Regions from separate parts of the Mus musculus genome. Here all the other regions are linked to region 1. The links are chromatin contacts, called in public Hi-C, HiChIP or PLAC-seq and promoter capture Hi-C maps. All regions are on one chromosome and are shown on one strand. The core of a region is the stretch at or near the end of the contact, and the rest is flanking DNA. Distances in the headings are between cores, read along the strand shown. Region 1 holds the start of Appl2 (adaptor protein, phosphotyrosine interaction, PH domain and leucine zipper containing 2). Region 2 holds the start of Nfyb (nuclear transcription factor-Y beta). Region 3 holds the start of Tcp11l2 (t-complex 11 (mouse) like 2). Region 4 holds the start of Polr3b (polymerase (RNA) III (DNA directed) polypeptide B). Region 5 has its middle 16 kb from the start of Nfyb. Region 6 holds the start of Ckap4 (cytoskeleton-associated protein 4). Region 7 holds the start of Hcfc2 (host cell factor C2).

Evidence for each region. Promoter capture Hi-C pulls out the DNA fragments that hold promoters and counts their contacts. Hi-C and Micro-C count contacts between places; a contact is called where the count stands out from the background. HiChIP or PLAC-seq counts read pairs in DNA pulled down with a chosen protein or histone mark. Capture Hi-C pulls out chosen DNA fragments and counts their contacts.
Region 2: an H3K4me3 HiChIP or PLAC-seq map of bone marrow-derived macrophages shows a contact between it and region 1, with 7 times the contacts expected there. The contact joins the promoter of Nfyb here to the promoter of Appl2 in region 1. A contact is called at or near these places in 6 of 39 promoter capture datasets (the 3T3-L1 cell line, hippocampal neurons, liver and 2 more), 2 of 484 Hi-C or Micro-C datasets (muscle stem cells and rod photoreceptor), 9 of 115 datasets of contacts at active chromatin or transcription factors (the 230-238 cell line, the NIH/3T3 cell line, astrocytes and 5 more) and 3 of 9 other capture datasets (adipose tissue, liver and macrophages).
Region 3: a contact with region 1 is called in a promoter capture Hi-C map of liver, with 5 times the contacts expected there. The contact joins the promoter of Tcp11l2 here to the promoter of Appl2 in region 1. A contact is called at or near these places in 2 of 39 promoter capture datasets (hippocampal neurons and liver), 1 of 484 Hi-C or Micro-C datasets (uterus), 3 of 115 datasets of contacts at active chromatin or transcription factors (astrocytes, bone marrow-derived macrophages and pancreatic cancer cells) and 1 of 9 other capture datasets (adipose tissue).
Region 4: an H3K27ac HiChIP or PLAC-seq map of embryonic stem cells shows a contact between it and region 1, with 4 times the contacts expected there. The contact joins the promoter of Polr3b here to the promoter of Appl2 in region 1. A contact is called at or near these places in 3 of 39 promoter capture datasets (hippocampal neurons and liver), 6 of 115 datasets of contacts at active chromatin or transcription factors (astrocytes, bone marrow-derived macrophages, embryonic stem cells and 3 more) and 2 of 9 other capture datasets (liver and macrophages).
Region 5: an HNF4G HiChIP or PLAC-seq map of pancreatic cancer cells shows a contact between it and region 1. The contact joins the enhancer-like site here to the promoter of Appl2 in region 1. A contact is called at or near these places in 1 of 484 Hi-C or Micro-C datasets (the N1E-115 cell line) and 3 of 115 datasets of contacts at active chromatin or transcription factors (astrocytes, bone marrow-derived macrophages and pancreatic cancer cells).
Region 6: a Hi-C map of uterus shows a contact between it and region 1. The contact joins the promoter of Ckap4 here to the promoter of Appl2 in region 1. A contact is called at or near these places in 2 of 39 promoter capture datasets (hippocampal neurons and neural stem cells), 1 of 484 Hi-C or Micro-C datasets (uterus), 3 of 115 datasets of contacts at active chromatin or transcription factors (bone marrow-derived macrophages, embryonic stem cells and stem cell-derived neural progenitor cells) and 1 of 9 other capture datasets (embryonic stem cells).
Region 7: a contact with region 1 is called in a promoter capture Hi-C map of liver, with 2.8 times the contacts expected there. The contact joins the promoter of Hcfc2 here to the promoter of Appl2 in region 1. A contact is called at or near these places in 4 of 39 promoter capture datasets (embryonic stem cells, liver and pre-B cells), 3 of 115 datasets of contacts at active chromatin or transcription factors (astrocytes, bone marrow-derived macrophages and pancreatic cancer cells) and 2 of 9 other capture datasets (adipose tissue and liver).

The regions. Positions count from the first base shown.
Region 1 is chr10:83,647,040-83,650,147 of GRCm38.p6, forward strand. It overlaps Appl2 (adaptor protein, phosphotyrosine interaction, PH domain and leucine zipper containing 2), which reads right to left and starts at 1,625. Exons shown (of 21, transcript NM_145220.2): 1 at 1,489-1,625. The coding sequence starts at 1,542.
Region 2 is chr10:82,762,680-82,766,085 of GRCm38.p6, forward strand. Nfyb (nuclear transcription factor-Y beta) reads right to left here and starts at 1,462. Exons shown (of 8, transcript NM_010914.2): 1 at 1,325-1,462. It also overlaps a transcript of Hcfc2 not described here.
Region 3 is chr10:84,575,019-84,578,237 of GRCm38.p6, forward strand. It overlaps Tcp11l2 (t-complex 11 (mouse) like 2), which reads left to right and starts at 1,929. Exons shown (of 10, transcript NM_146008.2): 1 at 1,929-1,994. Gm34515 (a long non-coding RNA gene) reads left to right here. Exons shown (of 3, transcript XR_380644.2): 3 at 1-50.
Region 4 is chr10:84,621,010-84,623,959 of GRCm38.p6, forward strand. Polr3b (polymerase (RNA) III (DNA directed) polypeptide B) reads left to right here and starts at 1,289. Exons shown (of 28, transcript NM_027423.2): 1 at 1,289-1,529. The coding sequence starts at 1,458. Gm17249 (a long non-coding RNA gene) reads right to left here and starts at 1,636. Exons shown (of 2, transcript XR_380645.4): 1 at 1,188-1,636; 2 at 1-449.
Region 5 is chr10:82,778,953-82,781,908 of GRCm38.p6, forward strand. It overlaps a transcript of Hcfc2 not described here. Among named protein-coding and RNA genes, the nearest start is that of Nfyb, 16 kb to the left of the region's middle. Within about 2 kb of position 1,524, at least 62 of the 459 cell types and tissues checked have an H3K27ac peak or open chromatin away from gene starts, as enhancers often do. A contact at or near this core is called in bone marrow-derived macrophages and pancreatic cancer cells, where this site is marked.
Region 6 is chr10:84,532,192-84,535,456 of GRCm38.p6, forward strand. It overlaps Ckap4 (cytoskeleton-associated protein 4), which reads right to left and starts at 1,697. Exons shown (of 2, transcript NM_175451.1): 1 at 1,256-1,697. The coding sequence starts at 1,675.
Region 7 is chr10:82,697,432-82,700,809 of GRCm38.p6, forward strand. Hcfc2 (host cell factor C2) reads left to right here and starts at 1,683. Exons shown (of 14, transcript NM_001368720.1): 1 at 1,683-1,875. The coding sequence starts at 1,713.

The sequences.
Region 1 (3,108 bases), core at 375-2,874:
ATTAAAAAGAATGTCAGGTAGGAGTAACAATGACTCTAAACATCTTCCGCCCCCCCCCCCACACACACAAGCTCAAAATTGTAAACCATACAGACGAGATATAATTTTAGACTATTCCGCCGATTTCAAGACCATCTGCCCCATGTTCCTTGTTTTCTGTGGAGTTTCTGCAGATGAGAACACCGGACAATTAGAAGCAGAACTGCAGCCCAGGTCTCAGACTCATTTATGCCATTCAGAAATGGTGCGCACCCATTAGAGGCCTCAAAACTCCAGACTGTGCGATGTCTGTGTGCCTGGCTCTGCCACCATCACGACTGGTTAGGGAAACGGTCTGTCTTTGACCTTCCGTGTCACCAAGTACAAAGCAAATGGAAAGCCCTATTCACAACCACGGTGGTTATGATTTCCACACGCTTATGTTCAGATCCTAACGACAGGGGAGGAAGGCTGAAATGCTTTCCAACAAAGGCTGGGGTCCAAAGCAAACACCTGACATCCAGAGCTGTATAAGGAAGCCTGCGAAGAATTAGCACAATACATGCCAGTCTGTTTAAAAAGTTGAATCAGTTAAAAAACAAAACAAACAAACAAACAAACAAAACAGGCTGAGCATAACAACACATCTGTAATCCCAGCACCCAAGATGTAAGTTCAAGGCTAGCGTGGTCTACAGGGCAAGTTTTCAGTCCAGTTATGGCTACATAGTAAGACCTTGTATCAAAACAAAACACAACAAAAAACAAAATCCCAAGTAATGGGAATACTAATTATCACAGCTTGCTTACATATCCTTGCTCCTCTACATGGGGACAATCATTCAGAACTGAGCCTAAGACAGGCACACACCGATAGCCCTTTTGATTTATTCTGCAAGGGAGAGATGGGGGAAATGTAGGTAAACTCATCAAACTTCCATCTGGGAGGTACAAGTTACTTTGGGAGCCAAGGAAGAAACCCGAAAGAAGAGGAGAGACTGTGAAGAACAGCTTGAGCCTTTCTAGTTTTTTCAGGACCGGAGATACTAGAGGATGAAGGTATTTATTTAAATAAGCTAGGGATGCCATACCAGGAAAGGGAATAGAAGATCCCTGGGGAAAGTCCTGTGACTTCTGAACTACTGTCACTATGCACTATCTCAAGCTCAAAGGGCTTGATTCACATCTCCACTATATTAATGAAGCCCCATCACCACCACCCTGTGGCACAAATGGGGCAAATGTTGGAATTTTCTCTTCCCTGGGTCGACTTGGCGATGGATCCAGGTTTTCTGTGCTTCCTATTCCGGCCCCTGCATTCATTAGGTCTCGTGGACTCGTTAGTACCAGCAGCGTCTGTGTGGATAGTGCTGTCGCCTTCTTCTGCACGAGACACTGCTTGAAAACCTTGTTACCCTGCTAGGGAGCTACTACTGTGGGACAACGACTGCCCGACCTCCCCGAGCGCCGGTGGGGCACCGCGGCTCCCTCCCAGCCTTCCCGGGGGTACCTGGGGGCTGTCCTGCAGCGCCTCCTCCAGCAGGAGCTTGTCCACGGCGGGCATGGCGCGGCGGCGAGGGAGCGCGGGATGCGAGGAGGGGACACTCGGCGCTCGGGGACTTGAGACTTAGCTCGGAGCCCGCGCCTGCCCACTCTCCGCGGCCCGCCCCTCAGCCCGGCCCCCCGCTGCCGGGATCAACAGGAAGTGTGGCAGGCGCCGGACATGTAGACAGTCCGGGACAGGACACCGGAAGTGTGGCGACCACGCTTCCGTCCGATCCCGGGGCTTCGGGCCCCTCCGGCCAGCGCAGCAGCACCGGGAGGTTCCGGCTGGAGGCTGCCCTCCCCGGTGCTCGAGGCTGCCCTCCCCCGTGCTCATGGCGCATCTCCGGGTGGGACGATAGGCTTTTATCTTCTTGCGGTTCTGCAGATTGCTCTCTCTGTGTGGGAGGAGATAAGAGTGAACAGATTTTGCAGTTGTTCTCTGGCCTCTTTTTGGGGTGTGTGGGGGGGGGGGCGGGGGTAGGGAGTCAGGCTGTCATCTAACTCGCTGTGTAACTGAGGATGATTCTAAATTTCTGATCCTCTTGCCTCCACTTTCAGAGCGTGATGGGATAACAGACTTCGACTACCAAACTGGAGTTTTGTGCAGTGCTGGGGATCAAACCCAGGGCTTCCTTCAAGTTAGGCAAACCCTCTACCAAAGTAGCCACACCCCCAGCCTTGGCGTCTTCTTATTTTATTTTTTAATTTGGGTTAGAAGATGGGCTTGGGTAGAGCAGGAGAGATGGTGTAAAGGACATTGCAGAAGATGTGAGTTTGCTTCTCAGCACCTGGTAGGAGGCTGTGGCATGCACCTTATTTCCCGTAGGGACATGCATGGGCACACTCATGTGCACGTATCTCCCATAGGAAATGCACACACCATTTAAAAATACAACAAGACAAATTATATTTAGTGTGTGAAGTTCAGAAGACAAACTGTGAAAGACTTTTCTCCTTCCAACCATGGGGATTCTGGATATTAAACTCAGGTCTCAGGCTTGGAGATAAGTGCCCTTAACTATTGAACCATCTTACCAGCCTCTGGCCTCTTTTTTTTTTTTTTAAATACCAGGACAGGCCCACACTCAAACAGTTCAGAGCACAGACATTACGTGTGTGTGTGTGTGTGTGTGTGTGTGCGTGCGTGCGTGTGTGTGTGTGTGTGTGTGTGTGTGTGTGTGTGTTTTCCGTGATATTCAGATCACTGCTAAATGATTTGGGGCCATATAATTAGGTCTCATCTTCCTGGTTTTTTAAGGTTTTTCGTTATGGAGAATTTCATAATGAAATTTTCGGGGTTAGAAAGGATAGATTATGTAGTTCTGTGATGTCATTTAAAAGTGAGAAGAAGGGACACTGGAGAATGAGATACTTTACTCAGGACCCTACAGCGTAGGCTGGAGAAAGAAGAAAAGGTTGTGTAGAAGGTCAGAAGTGGAATTTGACGTATATTAAAGGCACGAGTTTCAATGGATTGACACATAAAATCAGTACTATTTGTCCAATGAGGTGTCACCAAAATTACCAGGAGAGTATGATACTGCACAAATTCTATGTCTTATGGGAACTACCTGAGCAGTTAGTG
Region 2 (3,406 bases), core at 212-2,711, 880 kb before region 1:
CCTTCCCATATATGCCCCTTTTCTAGATCCAGAATGTTCCTGTAGCTTTAAAAGGTGTGTTTGAACACTCAAACACTGAAGGTTGGGTATGTGTATGCATCTTGCTTAGAGTGGGAACCGGGGGAGAGCCTTACCAACCCAAATAGTTGCTAAGTATATACTTAGACTTAATCCATTAAGAATATCTCTCTTCATATGGAAAGCATTTTCTTCAGGGCAGGTTATAATCTGTGTAATAGCTCAAGGGAATGCATACATCTGCTTGGTGTTTGAAGAAATGCAAATCTGTATCCAAGAAAAGCAGATTCCCTTCCTCCAACCTCCTTTCTTTGGCATCGACAACCACAGCTTTGCATCGATAGAATCCTTAAATTAAGCTACAAAGAGCAGTGCAGAGGAGGAATCATTTGCCTTTAAAGGAATTCTGGTTAAACTCTCAGTATCTCATCCATAAAGCTCCTATTTATTAATGCCACTACTACTGACCAGTTGAGCCATCACTTTCTGTTACCGATTAGTTTCCTTACTGAGAGCTGAAGCCACTCGGGTGATTTGTGGCACCATCTACAAAAACTAGGGTCTGTGAAGATTAGCGGGATGCCATTTTTTTTAAAGGTCGTCTGCTACCTAACCTTGTCTACATCAAACAGCCCTCTTCTAGACTTTAGGCATGAAAGGATCTGCGGGTGCTCCGTAAATTCTTTGTTCTCGCAGACCCTCCCGCCCCCCCAGCACGGGTGACTGAAACCTCCGTGCAACCTCCAAGGCTCCCTTCCCACCTTCGGGGCAAGTCCGGGGCGAGCCAGGCGCCAGATGGCTGCATGCTGTAGGCGCGGAGCGGGCCGGGGGCCCGCCAGGCCGCTCGTTCCTCGCAGGGACCCGCCGCCTCGGCTCGCAGGTGCCCGGGCGGCCCCGCGGAGCGCATCCCCCCGCCGCCCGTGCCCAACGCCCGCCGCCGGCGGGATGCGGGAGACAAAGCGGCCGCTCCGGGGCGCAGCGTTCCCCGCCCGCCGGCTCCCCGGACAAAATGGAGCCGGCCCGGGGCTGCCGCCGCGAGAGCCCCGCAGCCGCCCGGCCCAGCCCGACCGCGGCTCGCGGCCCCGCGCACAAAGCGCCCGCCGCCCCGCGCCCGGCCCGGCCCGGCCCGGCCCGAAGCACAGCGGCCTCGCCCGGAGGCCCGGCCCGCCCGAAGACTGCGGACTGCGAGTGCCCCCGACCGCCGCGGCGTTGGCGGCGGGGACGGCGCCGGGAGGAGACGGACATTTCATTCGAGCTAAAGTGGAGTCGGTTTAGGAGCGATCATTGGCCGAAGCGAGACACAAACCTCCAATGCAGCCCTGGTTGGCTCCCGTCTCCAATCGGCTGTTTGGTTGGACAGAAAATGGCTGCGAAGGAACCAGTCCCAGCGCGGAGCTCCACTTCCAGGACTCGGCCTCCCCTCCCTCCGCCGCGGGCCGCTTCCCTCTACGTGACACCCTCCCTCCGCGACGCCCGCGCCCGAGGCCACGCCCCGGTCCGCCCCCGGCCCCGCCCCGGAGCCTCTGAGCAAGGCGCGCGGTCCGTAAAAGCGCGCGGGCGGGCTCTGGATGTTCGCTCTTCAGGGCGTCCGAGAGGCCGGCGTTCTCATCCAGAGCTCCACGCGGAAAGGCTTGCTCTGGCTTCTTTCTCCTTCCAGCTCCTCCTTCCCCACTAACCAGCGTCTCGCCCGCCTGAGTTCAGCCCCGGAGGGGATCTACACCTGAGCTACTTTCCAGAATGCTTTAGGCACCTAATGTTTTCTAGGTATCCCTCCAAGCCACCTCAGGCACACAGCGTTCCCTCTCAAGTCACAGTGAACAAAGATGTTAGTTTTTCATTTTAGCACACCATCCCCTTCCTCCAAGTTTAACAGGTAGGCTGTCCCAGCCGACTTCCACCCTGTACCCTGGTGCTGTGTTCTGGTGTTAGGTCTGCCCTACCAAGTTGGCTTACTACCTAAAGTGCTCATTTCCCAACCAGATAACACTGGGCTGCAAAAACTCATGGCCTCTGTGCATTTAAGGCCTTCCCTGTCGGCCTCACTGAAATCTGGATCAAATGTCCCTTGGCTACCATTCTCCCTTGTGGTGGTGATCCAAAATGTCCTGCATGGCCAGCCACTGCAAAGTACTGCAGGATACCTGCACCCAGATAGATGGAAAATTATTGTCCTAGGACTTAACAAGGATAAGTAAGCAAGACTGAAAGTTCTAGGTCAGCCAGAGATACATTAAGACCCTGTCTTTAGAAATAATAGTATGGCTGGGTCAGGCAGGTGCACGCCTTTAATTCCAAGACAAGGGAGGCAAATCTCAAGGCCAGCCTGGTCTACAGAGTGAGTTCCAGTACACCAAGGCTACACAGAGAAACCCTGTCTGAAGAAACAGAAACTGTAGTAGTAATAATTATAGAAGGCCCTGGTGTTGTGGCTTATGCCTTTTAAACCCATGACTGGGGAGACACAAACAGGAAGATTGGAAATTCCAGACCATCTTGGGCTCCCTAGTGTGTGTGTTCACGTCCAGCCTGGGCTACATAATCGGACTGTATCTCAAAAAAAGAAAAAAAGGTGTTTGGGTGTATATTCCATATAAGTATGTGCATAAAGTATACAGAAAGATTGAAATATGTTATTTATTGATATCCCGCTGTGTCTAGAATAAATAAATATTTCTCAGGTAAATAAGGAAGCAAGAACAAATGAGTCTTTCTCGGTTATTTCAAGAGGAGTTAGGAGCACCACCACCTGAATCTACCAAATTCTAGGACACCCTCCTCTTCCTCTCCCTTCTTCTCTTGTTTTGGTTTTGTTTGTTTGTTTGTTTGTTTGTTTGTTCCAAGGCAGGATGTCTCTGTGTAGCCCTGGCTGTCCTGGATTTCACTCTGTAGACCAGGCTAGCCTCAAACTCACAGTTCTGCCTACCTCTGCCTCCCCAATGCTGGGACTAAAGGAGTGAACCACCACCACCTGTGGGCCCAGGACCCCTTCTTACTAGCCAGATTTACCACTCTGTTATTTCCTTTTAAAAAAAATTAAAGATTTATCTATTTTATGTATATGAGTGCACTGTCACTGTCTCCAGACACACCAGAAGAGGGCATCAGATCCCATTACAGATGGTCATAAGCCACCATGTGGTTGCTGGAAATTGAACTCAGGACCTCTGGAAGAGCATTCAGTGCTTTTAACCGCTGAGCCATCTCTCCAGTTTCTTTATAACAGAAATAATATTAACTACTATGGCTCATTGCAATTTATACATATAAAGACCTAAAAAGGTTAATATTCTAAAATTTTTGTTTGGTCAGTTTGTTTGGTTTTTTTTGAACTGTTTCACTATATAGTCCAAGTTGGGCTTAAACTCAAGATCTATCCCTGCCCCTGACC
Region 3 (3,219 bases), core at 679-3,178, 930 kb after region 1:
GCTGATTTATGCTCACCTGCTCCTAGTTAATGACACAGCACAACACTTAGCAGGTTAGTAGGAAGCTTTGCAAAGCACACACTGTTTTCATGTGTCATTGTTACATGGCCACCAGGAATTTAGAAATATTTTTGGTTAATCTTTTTGCTGTGGAGGTTTGTAGAGCAGTTGGGTGGCGGCGGTTGTTTGGCAAGCCTTGAGACTGGGGGCTTCTGACATCTGTTTATTCCAGCAAGTGATATTATAAATAACAGTGGGTTTATGGGAAAGAGCCTGGGTGACAGCAGCACTTTCTCTTTAATCTCTTGATCTGTAGCAGGTTGTATATTTTACTGCCTTTTTAAGATTTCTTTTACCATTGAGGTGAATGTCCCTCTTTGTGGGAGAGTGTACATGCGCTATGGCTGTGTGTGCTTGTGTGTGGAGGAGTCCAGAAGACAGCACTGCATCCTTTAGAACTAGAGTGTTCTACAGTGTTTGAGAGCCGTCCAGTGTGGATGATGAGATCTGAAATTGCCTGTGGTCCTCATGATAGAGCAGCAAGGATTCTTAGCAGCCGTGGCTCCACTTTAGGTTGTGTAATTTCTAGAGTGACAGATACAAATGGATACAAATCTCTAGGTAGGTTTTCTTGTTCAGAATAACTTGCCAACTAGGTTCAGTAGCTAACAGTGAGCTTCTAAGAGTGCTTTAGTTCCATTCTTATCCCACTGAACAAGAAGATCTCTTGGGTAGGCAAATGTTAGGGACTTGGTTATAACCTCAGACCAGTCCATGCTGTACAATTGTATTTCTATCTTGCTTTAAACTATTGTCTGCTTTTGGTTTTCTTCTTTCTAGAATGATAGTAGACAATTTGCCTCCACAATCCGATATGATTTTAGTCCTAAACAGGAATATTTCAGCTTATATAAAGTTCATTTATTTTTTTTGTATGACGCTACCCACAAGTAATACCAACTTGTACCTGGCAAAATAGTGGTTCTGTTTCTTTATGCCCAGAAGCAAGCTCACGAGAAGTTATGCTTAGTAAGCCTGACCACACAAGAGCCCCTCCCAGCACTTATTTACATTAAGCCTGGTTGAAAACTCTCCCCAAGATAAGCGCCGCCAAAGAACCCTTAGAAGAAGTAAGACACTTTATCTTTGTGCACAGGCGAAGCCTTCGGAGAGCTTAGGTAGGTGTGGCTCCCAGAAACCAATCGTCCAATTCAAGGGGCAAATCAGGACCCGTGTTTACAAGAACATGTTGACACGTGTGGATGACGCGGTTGGACGCTGATGTGCGTGGGACAGCCTGTTTGGAATGTTGTTGACTCGCTTGGCCCGGTGTGTGTGGCCATTGTGAAGGTGGGCATGTAGTGTTTTTATATTACTGCCGCGAGCGGACACCAGAAGTCTGTCCGTTCGGTTGGAGTTAGTCCATTTCATCCTACCTGGTAAACTGAAAGAAACAGGATTGGGGGCGTCACCCGCTGCACTTAGGCCCCGCCCTTACACAGCCAGGCCCCGCCTCCGAACGCTTTAGGCCCTACAGCAGCCCAGGCGCTCCCGGCCGTAGGCTGCCCCAATTCCGTGTTCACTCCTCTCCCCGCCCCTGGCGGTCCGGACCGTACCACCACTGAATATAGGGAGCACACATTTCTCGTGTGCAAATGGCTTTCTGTCTGAGCCTTCTTCAGCCTTCACGATAGAAACGTGAGAAAGCTATGGTTTTTGTAGACAGACTCTTCAAGAATTTAGGGATCTTCGCCAGAACCCTGCCCTGGATTCTGGCGCCGCGGTGCTATAGTCCCCCTCCAGTTCCTTCCCGAATGGTCGCGCCCAGGGAGTACCTCTGGGCCCTTTAAATACCGCGTGGGGCTGCGGGGGGGCTCCAGAGTTGACAGACTGCTGAGTCTCCCCTTGTCTGCGACGCTGGTTGAGGGGGGATACGCAGAGCCCCGCGACCCCCGCCACCTAGCTTTCCTCGAGTCTCTACGCGGGATCCGGGGGTGCGTACCCATCCCAGGGGAGGGGCCGTGGGATCTGAGGGGACCGCGTCTCCTTATGGCAGCGGGAGGGCTCCTTGTGCCCTCCGAGTTCGGGACATTTGACCTCGGAGTCAAGGCTTGAAGTGGGGCACGGTGGCAGTGGTGGCCCAGGCTCTGCCGGGGCCGCTTGGTCGTGATGACATCCCTTTGGGTGCGTGCCAGCGACTGTGCTCAACGGCGCGAGACGCTCTGGGCTCCCCGTGCGGTCAGGTCCCCAATCCCTCGTCCCTGGAGGAGTGGGACTGAGCCGCGGTGGGGCCCGGCTGGGCCTCGGCCCTATGTTTGGGTCTTGTTGCTGGGTTTCTCGAGAGCTGGGTTCTGTCCCGGCAGTCCCCTCCCCCAAACGTTTGTTTTGACAGGAAACGTGGTGCTGCTAGAGGGAGGGGCGAGCAGAGAACGTGGGCGAGCGGGCAGGACTCCTGGGACTTCCGTTGGACTTGACTGTCCAGGAGGCCAGCTCAGGTCACATCTGGGTCAGACCCTTGCCTTCTCAGACCCTTGCTTTGCCTTGCTTTGGGTGGCGCCACAAAACATAGCAACGAGATTCGGTGGCACGTGGATGACACAGTTATGTGTTTACGTTAGTACAAGAGGAAAAACTTCCATTAAATGAGCGATTTCGCAATGTTTACTTCTAAAATGCGTTTATTAGACTGGGACTGTAGTTCTGTGGTAGAGCACTTTACAGGACTGTAGGTTCTGTCCTCCCCCAACCACAAGAAGCCCAAATCATGTGTTTAAACACAAGAATCCAGTCAACAAAGAAGGGTTTGTTAAACTACCGTTACAAGCAGAGTAGAAACACTTGAGTGGTTCCAGTGAGAATGGAACCTCCCTCTTTCATCGTTGTCTTGGTACCTTAACGGTAAAGAAACCAGGCAACTTGTCTTTGTCCTTAGTGGGCTGCTCAGCACAAGGTGGTGTTCAGCTCTCAGCTCTTAGTTAACCTACCTCCCAACTGATAATTTCAACCAGTTCTTACACTGGTTCCTGGGCTAGGAGTCCCCATCCCACCTCCACCTCCACCCCGCCCCGTCTACTCTGCCTTTTTCCTACCCCCATGGATTTCATACATTGCTCCACTTGAAGTGACCCAGGGCTGAAGGGCGCCTTACCCCCCGGGTGTGCAGCACAGGTGTTAAACTAGGCATCAGGGATGGGGGGGGGGCGGGGGCAACGCTTTCCA
Region 4 (2,950 bases), core at 39-2,538, 970 kb after region 1:
CATCTTTTACCTCTTCTTCCCATGGGATTTTTCTTACCATTGGACTTGCATGAACTCATTTCCAATTTCAGTGACAAATCCTTTTGTCTTCTACCAACTGTGTGTTTACTATTCATAGAGATTTTTTATAGGTGTATCTAATTTTTTAAAAATTAATGGAATACAACTTTTAGCAATTCTTATGCTTTCTCCGTTGCCATCCTTGAAATCTTTCACCAATCAATGTTATTAATACATTACCTTTTCTTTGGAGACAGGGTTTCATGTAGCCCAGGCTGGCCTCGACCTTGTTAGGTAGCCAAGGATGCCCTTGAATTTCTGGATGCCCTCCTACCTCTAGCTTCTAAATGCTGGGATTATAGGTGTCTGTGCTGCCGTGGGAGGATTATGTGCAATCCTTCGTTTATTCGGTGTAGTGGTAACAAACTCCGTCCCTCTGACGTTTCCTTCTAGTGTTTTGTTAAGGTATATTTCATCGACATAGGATTTAAACATATTTTCCCCCAAACCGTTAATTAACTATTCTAATATAATTTATTGGGTTTTCCCTAAGAGGATCTTGGACCTCATTCTTCAAACTCCCTGAGACAGTGAGGTTGTGATCCTACCACCTCTACATACCAAATGCTGGGATTAAAGTCGTGGGCCCCTACACCCTGTCATAGCAGGAATCAACCCCAGGTGCTCTGGAAGAGCAACCAGTAGTCCTCAATCCCTGAGCCGCCCCTGGGTCCTAAGTCACTGATCAGGTCGCTCCCGTTTAAACCCTTCAATGGTGCTTTACTATTCCCAGGGAGAAAGTCTAACACCTTCTAAGAGTTAACACATTTCAGAATCAGGAAGGCATCTTTTACTGCCCCCTGGCTGTCCTGGAACTCACTTTGTAGGCCAGGCTGGCCTCGAACTCAGAAATCCGCCTGCCTCTGCCTCCCGAGTGCTGGGATTAAAGGCGTGCGCCACCACGCCCGGCTGATGCCTGTTCATTACACGCAGGTACCACCAATTATTTAAGCAAGGACTTTTGCTCTTCTGTACTACACAACATACAAGCAGTTTAGACTGAGTTAATTGAAATCTCTGCTTTAGAAGTTCATGTTGTGACTAATGTGTATTATCGAGTCATTTTTCAGATTAGTTATACAGTTAGAACTACTATACTTTGCCGTATTCAATCATTCTGGGGATACTGGAAATGAGCCTGTCAAGAGGCTAGGATTAGCCCGGCGAGACCTCGGAAGTACACCAGTGGGTGTAGTTTTCCACATCCGGCTCGGTCACTTCCGGGTTCCTCCGCAGGTTAGGCCCTGACCAGGCGGAACCTTTTGAAACGCCTCCCCGTAAACAAGCGCCACGGGGACACCGGAGGAGAACGCACACCACTCTCCGCGTGCTACTTGCTTGGAGCCGCACGGGCGGATGTGAACATTCTGCCGACTTCTTCCTCTACCGTGAATGGAATGGATGTTCTAGCCGAGGAGTTCGGGAGCCTGACTCCGGAGCAGCTGACTGCGCCGATCCCGACTGTGGAGGTAAGTGCCGTGAGCGCAGGCAGCGGAAGAGGTTGGAGACGACTAAGGAGGCGTTGCCGGGAGAGTTTTCAGGATGACGAGGGCGGGTCCCTGGGCTTCTACGCATGCTCAGAACTTCTGCACATGCTCGGAGCTCCGGGTGTGTGAGCTTTTACCAGGTGTGGTTCTTGAGCGTTTGTAGCAGCAAGTACAGATCTCTCAGTAGCGTCCTACGTTTAGAAGCTTAGCGAATGGCTCTCGGGTAAAGCTTTTCTAATTTAAGTGTGCACTGGCAAGAATTGGTCCTTGTGTATTCTCTCAGGAACCAATATCTTCTTGCCGATCTCACCTGGAAGGACACAGAGATCCTGAGAACGTAGGCAATGTTCTTGAGGTCCCATAGCCGGCTTTGGTGCTAAAAGTAAATGGGAATCTCACCCTTGTCATCATTTTCCTTTTACTCCACAGTTTCTTTGGACTGCAGGTTTAGTTTAAGTACCTTGACTATCCCTTCGTCCCCCATTTTTGATCTTGTATTTTCTTAGGGGCCCCTATAGCTTTCATCAGATTCTTAAAAGTTAAAGGATAATTGCTTCACGGTGAACTGCCTAAGGAAGTGCAGTTATTGACATGATTTTGTTTCCTGAGAAGGTATATAAATTCTCACTGAACCTTGACATCTTTGGCACAGAATAGGGACATCTAGGACTGAAGATGGTCGAGGAAGAAATTCAGGCAGAGGAACAGGTTGTACATGACCCCAGACACACCATCAGTTGTTTCAGGGGAACAAATAAATCTAGTGGAGCTAGGGGAAGAGGGCAGTAAAAGATGCCTTCCTGATTCTGAAATGTGTTAACTCTTAGAAGGTGTTAGACTTTCTCCCTGGGAATAGTAAAGCACCATTGAAGGGTTTAATTGGGAGCGACCTGATCAGTGACTTAGGACCCAGGGGCGGCTCAGGGATTGAGGACTACTGGTTGCTCTTCCAGAGCACCCGTGGTTGATTCCTGCTATGACAGGGTGTAGGGGCCCACGACTTTAATCTCAGCATTTGGTATGTAGAGGTGGTAGGATCACAACCTCACTGTCTCAGGGACTTTGAAGAATGAGTTCCAAGATCCTCTTAGGGAAAATACACAGTATTTGTCTTTGTGTTTGGCTTATTTCTCAGTGTTCCCCTACTCCTAATCAACAGGACCTGCAGCCCATGCAGCAAAGGATAGTTAAGAATGTAGCCCAGTCCAAAACTGCAGACTTAACTCCAAGCTTTATGAGTGTTATTTTATTTTACTTTTAATATTTTTGGTATGGCTCTCCAGGGAGAGTTTTGTAGATCACAGCGTCGTGTTACAGTGTTGCTGTAAGGAACCTTCCTCACAATCGTCCTTAATTGCAGCATGAGCTGGAACTCTCGGTGTCTTCCAAATGGGCCACTACAC
Region 5 (2,956 bases), core at 274-2,773, 870 kb before region 1:
AAAGAAACACTTTTGATCTCACAGGGCTGCTGAGGGTGGGAATCCGGTAAGGGATTTGTGGGCGGTTCCTGGCCTTGTGGTCCAGTTGTTGGCCATAGTTATTTGGAGGTGTGAACGGGGCTTGGGGACTGATGGCCAAGTACTATAGTTTACATCTAGAATGTCCTTCCAGGGTTCATTTGTCCAGCGAGGGAGCTGGCTCACTGGGTAAAAACACTTGCTGAGCAAACCTGCTGCAGGGTGTTTGATCACACTGTGAACCCTAAGATTGTGTTCCTGACTGGAAAAGCCTGTTTTTAGTTGTGGTGTGGCTCAGGCTTAGCATACACCTTTAGTGGGTATTTTAAACAGGATTAAATAAAGTCAACCATAGGTCAAGGGGCGGAGCAAGCAGAGCTGACAGGAAATGAACCCAAGATTAAGAAAAAAATCATAGAGAGTAGGAGGGGACCAGGAGGACAGATAAAGAGACACACAGGAAGTAGAAGGGAGGGACATTGAGTTGGGAAGAGTTTTTTTGTGTTTTTGGTTGTTGTTTTGTTTTGTTTTGTTTTGTTTGAGAGAGAGGCATTCTTTCTGGGATGTCGGCTAAGGAAGAAGGCTGACTGGTGCTTTCTCTGCCTCTCCGAGCTAGCAGGCTTCCACCCCACATCTGGTTCCCGAGTCTTCATTGGTAAAATTGAATGACTGAGATTTTGTTAAAAAAAACAAAAAAACAAAAAACAACTCAAACCTAAGTTTAAGTCCCAGAACTCATAGGGTAATGGAATGTGGTGGTGCACATCTGTAATCCCAGAACTCCGACAGTAAGACTGGAGGTGGAGGCAGGAGAATTCTGTGGAAACTTGGAACCCACTAAGCTGGAGTACACAGAGAGACAGAAACACAAACCCTGTTTCAACATGGAGGAAGGAAAAAGCAATCTCCTGAAAGTAATCCTGACCTCCACATGCAGACACACGCATGCATGCACGTGTGCACGCGCGCACTCGCGCGCGCGCGCACACACACACACACACACACACACGAATGCACATGCATGTACATGTATACATACACACAAATGGTCACACACGTGAATTCATGCAGGCATACACATATATACATACATACACACATATACTAGCATACACACGTGCACTCATGTATGCACACATAATAATTAATTAATTAATAGCTAATCAAAACTATTTTTAAGGGGCCTGTGTATTAAAAGCTGATCCCCAGAGTGTCACTATCAGACTATCAGGAAGTGGTTTAGGAGGTGGGGCTTAGTAGATTTTAGGACATTGGGTATCGTGTGCTCTTTTTTTTTTCCTTTAATTTACGCGTGTGTGTGTGTGTGTGTGTGTGTGTGTGTGTGTGTGTGTATGTGTGCAAGTAACCAGAGGCCAGAAGTGGGTGTGAAATTTCTTGGAGCTGGAAGTAGCAGTTGTTTGTAAGCTGATCAGCGTGGGTGCTGGGATCTGAACTCTGGCTGATAGAGCAGTGTCATGGTATGAGTATGCTTGGCCCAGGGAGTGGCACTATTAGAGGATGTGGCCTTGTTGAAGTAGGTGTGGCCCTGTTGGAGGTAGTGAGTCATTGTGGGTATGTATCTCCTGGCTGCCTTTGGATCGAGAGGTAGAACTTTCAGTTCCTCCAGCACCATGTCTGTCTACACGATGCCATGCTCCCCACCATGATGATAATGGACTGAACCTCTGAAACTCTAAGCCAGCCCCAGTAAAATGTTTTCTTTGTAAGAGTTGCCTTGGTCATGGTGTCCCCTCACAGCAGTAAACCCTAACTAAGACAATGATCTTTGAGGATTCTAGGTCAGATTGAAGCTTTTCTCCCACTAAGTTGACCATTTCAGGTATTTGCTATTCAGACAAAAAGCTGAATAATACACAAGTCCACCCACCCTCATGGCTGTTAGGAAGAAGCCAAAATAGCTTGTTCAAGACATGAAAGACACCCCAATAATCAAGAAAGACACCCTAGTGCCATTTAGAGCCTAATCATAGAAGTGACCTTGATAAAGTAAAAAGTAGACATGTGTCTATCTTAGAACACTTTCTGTTCCTTTGATCTGTTTTTCCATCACTACACCAATACCACATGGTCTTCAGTACTGTAGCTTTAAAATGAGGCAGTCTTCCAACTTACTCTTTTAAGTCTTTTCTTTCTTTTTTGTGTATGCATGCATGTGTATATGTAAGTGTGTATGTATATATGCATGTATATCTATCTATTCATGTGTGTGTATGCATGCACATGTGTGTGTGTGTCTTAATCAAGGTTTCTTTTCCTGCACAAACATCATAACCAAGAAGCAAGTTGGGGAGGAAAGGATTTATTCAGTTTACACTTCGACATTGCTGTTCATTACCACAGGAAGTCAGGACGGGAACTCACACAGTGTAGGAACCTGGAGGCAGGAGCTGATGCAGAAGCCATGGAAGGGTGCTGCTTACTGACTTGCTTCCCCTGGCTTGCTCAGCTTGCTTTCTTATAGAATCCAAGACTCCCAGCCCAGGGATGGCACCACCCACAATGGGCCCTCCCACCCTTGACCACTAATCGAGAAAATGCCTTACAGCTGGATCTCATGGAGGAATTCCCTCAAGGGAGGCTCCTATCTCTGTGATAACTCCAGCTTGTGTCAAGTTGACACACAAAACCAGCCAATACACTCTGTATGCATGTGTATGTATGTATGTATGTATACATGTGTGTATATGTATACATGTGTTTGTATGCATGTGTGTATTTATGCACATGTGTATATGCTTTTGTGAGTGTGTATTCAATCTGGTACTTGCCAAGGAGGATAGGCTGGCTGGCCCACCAGCCCCAGAGATCCACCTATCTCTGACTCCCTATCACTGGTATGACAAGCACATGCTACCATGCCTGGATTTTGTTTGTTTACTCATTTTTAACATGAGTTCTGGGACTAGAACTCAGGCCC
Region 6 (3,265 bases), core at 447-2,946, 890 kb after region 1:
TATGACTGATTAGGAAGAGAGGAAACGGGCTAGCGATCAGACTCCCGCGGGGTGTCTGTGTTCTTAGGATGGTCTGACATTCAGCAGGCAGAGCAGAATCGCCCACTTCATTTCCCCAGCTAAGTCACCTCCCTTGGCCTACACCACTTCACAGGCTGACTCACTCCAGTTGCTCTTCCAGTCTTGAGAGGAAATTCCTAGTGGTGCACACTCAACAAAAAAGTAGGGACTTGGCAGGGCAAGCGGCATGCTGGGAAAGGAGGCCGTGGTTCCGGGCTCAGAAATGGCGGGATTTTTTGTTTCCGTCCAGCAAGTGCGTTTCATTGAGCAAGGATGTGGGTGGAGAGGATGGAGAAGGCACTAGAGGGAAGGGGGCTACACTTGGGCTGGAAGGGTAGAAACTGAGCAGTTTGCCATGAGAGTTGTCTGGTCATTCCTGAAACAGCTCGCTGGGGAATCCTTCCTCACGAATGGCCCACACTTTCTTCCACAATCTGCGACTCAAGCCAGCTGTGGTCTGTGTCAACTCACTTTGTGTCTCTTAAACCTCAATATTCGGGTCTGGAAAATGGAGTCAAATTTGTCAGCCCTCTCTTCCTCCCTCTAGTTAACTCTTTGAGTGAGGAAATAAAATACATGAATACGCTGTCTACACACCACATAAGTGTGATCTAATACTTCTGGCCTGTGTTTCCCCTAAAGCTGGAGTAGGCGACTTCAAAGGCCCACATGGGCTCCTTGGTCCAGCTAAGGACAAGGGACCTAAAGATAGACGTTTCATCTGAACTTAGCAAATGACTAAGCTCACTAGCTTCCCCCACCCCCACCCCCAAAACTCTAGGTCTATTAAAAACTGGCTCGGGTGACTCCTACTGGCATAGCCAAGGTGAAGTCTTGACTAGAGGCTTCCGGGGATGCGATGATTTCCCTTCCAGGCTCCTGTTCGGGCAACTCTGTCCATTCAACGGTTCCTAATGCAAAAAGAATGGGCTACGTAGAGCCTGCCGGCTTCCTTACAGGTCACCGCTAATGTCCTGTGACAGGCCCTTGGCCCATCCTCCCCCAATGGTCTGGCCATCCTCAGAGTCCGCTCCATCCCTCTCTGAGACCATTAACAAAGCGGGTCTGGGACCGCCCTGGCGACTAGGGCGCTGGGGTCCCAGCTCTTGCCACAGGGCCTGGGCAGGAAAGGACCAGGGCCCCTTCAGGGAGGGCAGGAGTAGAGTCCCGACCCCGCAAAAGCTGGAGTACCCACCTTCTGCTCGACGCCCTGCAAGCCCTGGCCCAGCTCATCCCTCTGACGGGAGAAGTCCTGGTGGCCACGCCGGACCTGCTGGACCTCCTCCAGGACGTGATGGACATACCAGCCCGAGAAGGCGGCCGCCGCCACCAGGGAGAGGTAGAAGAGAAAGTTGAGCACCCGGCCAAGCCTGCGCGAGCAGGACGCGGAGGACGCGTTGGCGGTGGCGGCTGAGGACCGGCCGCGGTGGCCGCCCCGGTGCGCCTGGTTCTGCGGGTGCTGCGGCGGGTGCGGCGCGGGAGGCTGCGGCTGCTGCGGCGCCGCCGGCGGCTTCTTCGCCACGTCATCCGCGCCGCCCGACGGGTGGGCGCCCTTGTCCGAGGGGCTCGCGGCGCCGTGGCCGCCCTTGGAGCCCCTTTGTTTGGCCGAGGGCATGGCGGCGGCGGCGGCTCGGCGGGATGGGCGAGCGGGGCGCGCGGCCCGGGACGCTGGCTCCGGCTCCCACGGGGACTGCGCGGGCGGCACGCGGGCGCAGCGGCGTCGGAGCGGCCGGGAACGTGGGGCGACGAGGAAGGAGGCCGGCCGCGGAAGGAGGAGGGGGCCTGGCTCCGCCGCCGCCGCGGCGCCGACCCCGCCTCCCGGGAAGGGAGGCCGAGCCCAGCCCGAGCGCCTGCCACGCAAGCGGGCCGCCGCCCCTCCTCCCTTCGCTGCGACCCCGCGGAGGGCGGGCGGAGCCCGGCGGGGCGAGGCTGGGCGCGGCTGCCCGGATGGCTGAGACTCCCAGTGCCCCGGCTACCCTCGAGAGGAGTCAGCGGGGTGGGGGTGCCTCCTGAGCACTGTGCTGAGCACGATCCCCACCCGGGCCGAGGGGGAGTGCTAGGGGGAGCGGAAAGCACGGTTCTGGAAGGTGGGGACAGGACGGGGGGGGGGGGGGTCAGACGCCCTACTTGCCCACCACTAAGCCGGGAACACCCCTCCTCTAAGGCCGCCCTGCAGCCGGGCCAGGCCTGTCTCTTCCCGAGAATTTTTGGGCTCGAAGGACTCTGCACCCAAGCACCTTGGGTATGGACTAGAACTTGTCCTAGGGAGCTGAGTTACTGAGTTATTGAGTTACTGAGTTACAGACCCTCTTTGCCTGGGCAGTAGACTGTATGCAACACCCCCAGGCCCCTTGGTTCTCTTTTCTTTTGGGGTATCATACAGTCTCTCCACAGCTCCAGTTCCTGACAGGCTCTGGGTTGAGTGTAGAGAAGCCATCAGCACCCTCACTTAGAGGGACACAGGTTGAGGTTGTCACTTCCACATTTGTAAAAAGAAATATAGCAGTGCCAGACCTGTGCTTATCAGCTGGTATGGGCTCTAAAATCCTCGCAAAAGCTTTGAACGGTTGAGATTACATTTGCCCATTTTATAGGAAACACACAAGGCTGAGCCTCGACCCCAACAGAATGCCTCAAGGTCCCACACAGCCGTGTTTTGAACCTTGGGCTGATGCTTCTGAAGCCCATGGGTGAGTCTTCACTCATGACTGGGAGGGAAACCAGAGCCCACCATCAGTGCAGATCATTGGTAATACCAATCTGGACCTTTTCCCCTGCACCTGGCTCCCGCAGTCCTAGTGTGTACTTCTGCGCGGCAGAAGTAGGGATGCTATTTCTTCTGTCTGTAACTTCCTCCCAATCTGCTTAGAAGGGGGAAAAAATTAGAAACAAAACTGGAATCTTCCCATGTTCAAATACCACCACTTCCATACTTTGGTGGTCACATGCCCGACAATACCCCTCTTGAGAAAAGTATTTTCGAGGAGACACTGAATGTGCAACTTTACAAGGGCAAAACTTTGCTGAAGGCCCACTGTGTGCCAGAGAGATGTCTGTCCACTGCTAGAGGCACCTTCCTCAAGGACAATCTTGTTGCTCCTCATTCTTTTCGTAAATCACCTTTAAAATCTGAATAGGCACATATGTGCCTGTGATCACGGGCTCTGGGTCCTGGCAGGGGGTGGGGGTGGGGGTGGGGGAAAGC
Region 7 (3,378 bases), core at 433-2,932, 950 kb before region 1:
GTTTAACTCTAGGCCAATAGCAACCTCCTAATTTGCAAATCCAACACTTCCTCCTCCTACATGAACTCTGTGTGGCTTCTAAAGGAAATGGAACACTAATAGCTAAGAGGTCAAAAGGGAACTTGGCGAGGACTGATATTTAGAAGAAGCCACAGGCAAAGGGAGGTTCATAAAGGTGGAAGTGGTTTTCAAAGCCAAACCCATAGAACAAGTCCCCAGTTCCCTTTTGCCTTCTGTTATAACCTTTTAAATGCTGGTTTCTTAGGGGTACAGCTCACCCTCCTTCTCTACCCTGTCCAACCTTTCCTTCACGTGTTACCTACATTGGTGTTCTGTTCAGACTTTCTCTCCAACTGTGAGACAATTCTAATGTGTTTATTCTTTTTTAAGATTTTCTTTGATGAGTACAGGTGCGTTGCCAGCAGGTATGTCTATGAACTACAGACCCACCTGGTACCTGTGGTGGCCAGAAGAGGGTGTAGATCCCCCAGAACAGAGGGTTCCAGACCATTGTAAGCAGCTATGTAGGTGCTGGAAATCAAACCCAGTTTTGTTTTTGTTTTTGTTTTTGTTTTTGTTTTTTTGATACAGGGTCTCTCCATTTAGCCCTGGCTGTTTATTCACCATGTAGGCCAGGCTGGCCTCAAACTCTTACTCCTGAGTGCCATTCAACTCTTTCAAGGCACAAGGCTTGTGGCACTTTGATATAGCAGGCCTACAAAATAGACTCTTTCCAAATTAACACTGAGTTTGCAACTTTTAAGGGTTTCCCCCTTAGTCTTTTTGTCTAAGAATATTAACAACACTATAAAAAGAAGCCTCCGCATGAAAATAATGACCTGCTGTGATGGTCGATATTGCTGATTTGATACTATCTAAACTTACTTAGGAGACAAGCCCGTGGGCAGGCCTATGAGGTTATCTAGATCAGATTAATTAAGGTGGGAATAGATGTAAGGTTGAAATAAATTAAGGTAGAAATAAACTGGGATGCCATCCTGGACTAAATAATAAGGCAGCCCGGTTCCAGCATCCGTGGCTCTCTGCAGATGAAATTCCACCAGCCACTTCCAGCCAAGCCTCTTCATTATGATGGGCTTCTCAGTGAGGGGAAACAAACCCTTCTGTCCTTCAAAGGTTTTTGTCAGGGGATTTTTTCACAGCAACAAGACAACTAATACACCTAAATGAACCGAAAATCACCTTTGGGGTTATCTTTTGCTGTGTAGGCTTGTCACCTCCAAATCTGAGCCGTGCTCAGGCCCTGCACTTAGCCACCGTGTCCACTGTCCTTGTCCTGCAGTCTGGGAGACCCTCCTTTGAGATGACAGATTTGCCTTAGGCGCTCCCTGTGCTCTCATCACTTGGGACCTACACGGCAGGCAGCTCTTCTCCAGTGCCTGTGATAACAGTTTCCAGGGCGTGACGCTCCTACACAGAAGATGCTCCAAGTGGACCTAAAGGACAAAGCTGTAACCTCCTCCCCGAACACCCCACTGAAAGCCACAGAGAGGAGGGTTGGCAGGGTTGGCGGGAGGGGCTCCATCTTGGCGGAGCCCCGAGGGCCACGTCGCCACGGGCTGGGGGGGCGGGGCCCGCGGGTCACGTGCCGGGCCTCCCGCGCACAGCTGGAGGCGGCGCTCGTCCTCCCCACGAGCCGTGGAGCCCGTGGCGCGCGGGGCATTGTGGGCCGAGGGGCGGGGGTTGGGAAGATGGCGGCTCCCAGCCTCCTCAACTGGAGGCGGGTTTCCTCCTTTACCGGACCGGTGCCTCGCGCCCGGCACGGACACCGAGCCGTGGCCATCCGGGAGCTGATGATCATCTTCGGCGGGGGCAACGAGGGCATCGCGGACGAGCTGCACGTCTACAATACCGGTAGGCGGCGGCTCGGCGACCCCGCCTCGGGACCGCGGAGGGGGAGGGGAGGAGCGGCGGACGCGGGCCTGACAGCTGTCACCGCCGGGTCGCCGCTACCCCAGCCGGGCAGGCGGCGGGGGAAGATCGGCTGGGTCGGCAGCCCGAGCTCGCAACGTGTTGGAAGGCGGCTCGGTGCTCGCGGTTCCGCGGGCTGGACGTGACTCCACCGGTAGACATCGAGACACCCCGGCCCATCCCTCCCCGTGGACCCGAGACGGCGGGTTCCACGGCTGGGCCTCCACCCTAGGGCCGGTCACTTAAGGGGTGGAGATCCCGCCAGTGTCAAGAACAAAACCCACCCCAAGGCGGGCCTCGGTGGTCTTTGCCTTCCCCCAGCCCCCTTCTTAGAACCTAGAGAGTTGAGGGGCGGGGAGGTTCTCCTGGCTGCCTCTTCAGCGTAGGTACAGTTAGTACCGGGCGGAAGCCCGCAAGACAGTTCTCTAAACTCGCGGCGGAGAGAGTTGTGGGTGAACGCGGACTGGTCTCTGATTAGCCGATGTCTGTAGTGTATGTGCTCTGCCCTTCCGGGCTGGTCCTCGCCAAGGGGCTGTCATAGCTAAGGCACCGCTGCACAGCTCGAAGTGTCACTTGTTAAGGGGGCAGGTCTTGACCTCCGTGCTGGTTGAAAGTATATTTTCTCCACTTACAAGTAGTCTAGCAATCATAGGAAACTAGTTAAGGCTAGATACTGAATTTGGTGTCGTTTTAGTTCACAACCTACAACTTTGATGAAACAACTTGATCACAGTAGTCCTCTAAAAGCTAAAAACGGTAGGAGAAATTTTGTTAGTTTTGACTCTCCTCAGTACTCCAACAGAAAAAGTTTTGAAGATGTTTGATTTGGTATAGTGTAAATACCCTGGGCTTAGAAGAAATTGGGTCTGTTTTGAATCTTGCTTTGGCAATTGTTCTAAATCAGCATTAAAGTTACCACGTCTTTCTAAATCACAGGTTTTCCACTTCTTTAATGGGGGGTGACACCAGGATTTTTTTTTAAGAGTACAATGATGCAGAACAGGTTTTCTTTTCCTTTTTCAATACAGGTTTCTCTGTGTAGCCCTGGCTGTCCTAAGACTAGCTCTGTAGTCCAGACGGGCCTCGAACTCACAGAGATCAATGAGCCCCTCGGCCTCCCAAGTGCTTTACTCGGACTAAAGGCATGTGCCACCAGTGCCTGCCCCAGATCTGGGTTTTCAACAGCAGCATTATTACATTTTGGGACTGGTGATTTTTGGCTGTGGCTACTACCTTGTATGTTGTAAGATGCGTGCTGGCATCCTCAGGCTCGAGCCATGGGTTGGTAGTTACACCTCCATCCCAGTTGTGACAACTATATATGATTTTAGACATTGTAAAATCAGTATTCTTGGGGGAGCAAAATAGTCCCCAATTGAGAACTGTTGGAATAAAGGATGGATATGCATGCATGAATGTATGTATGTATGTATTATTATGTAAGTA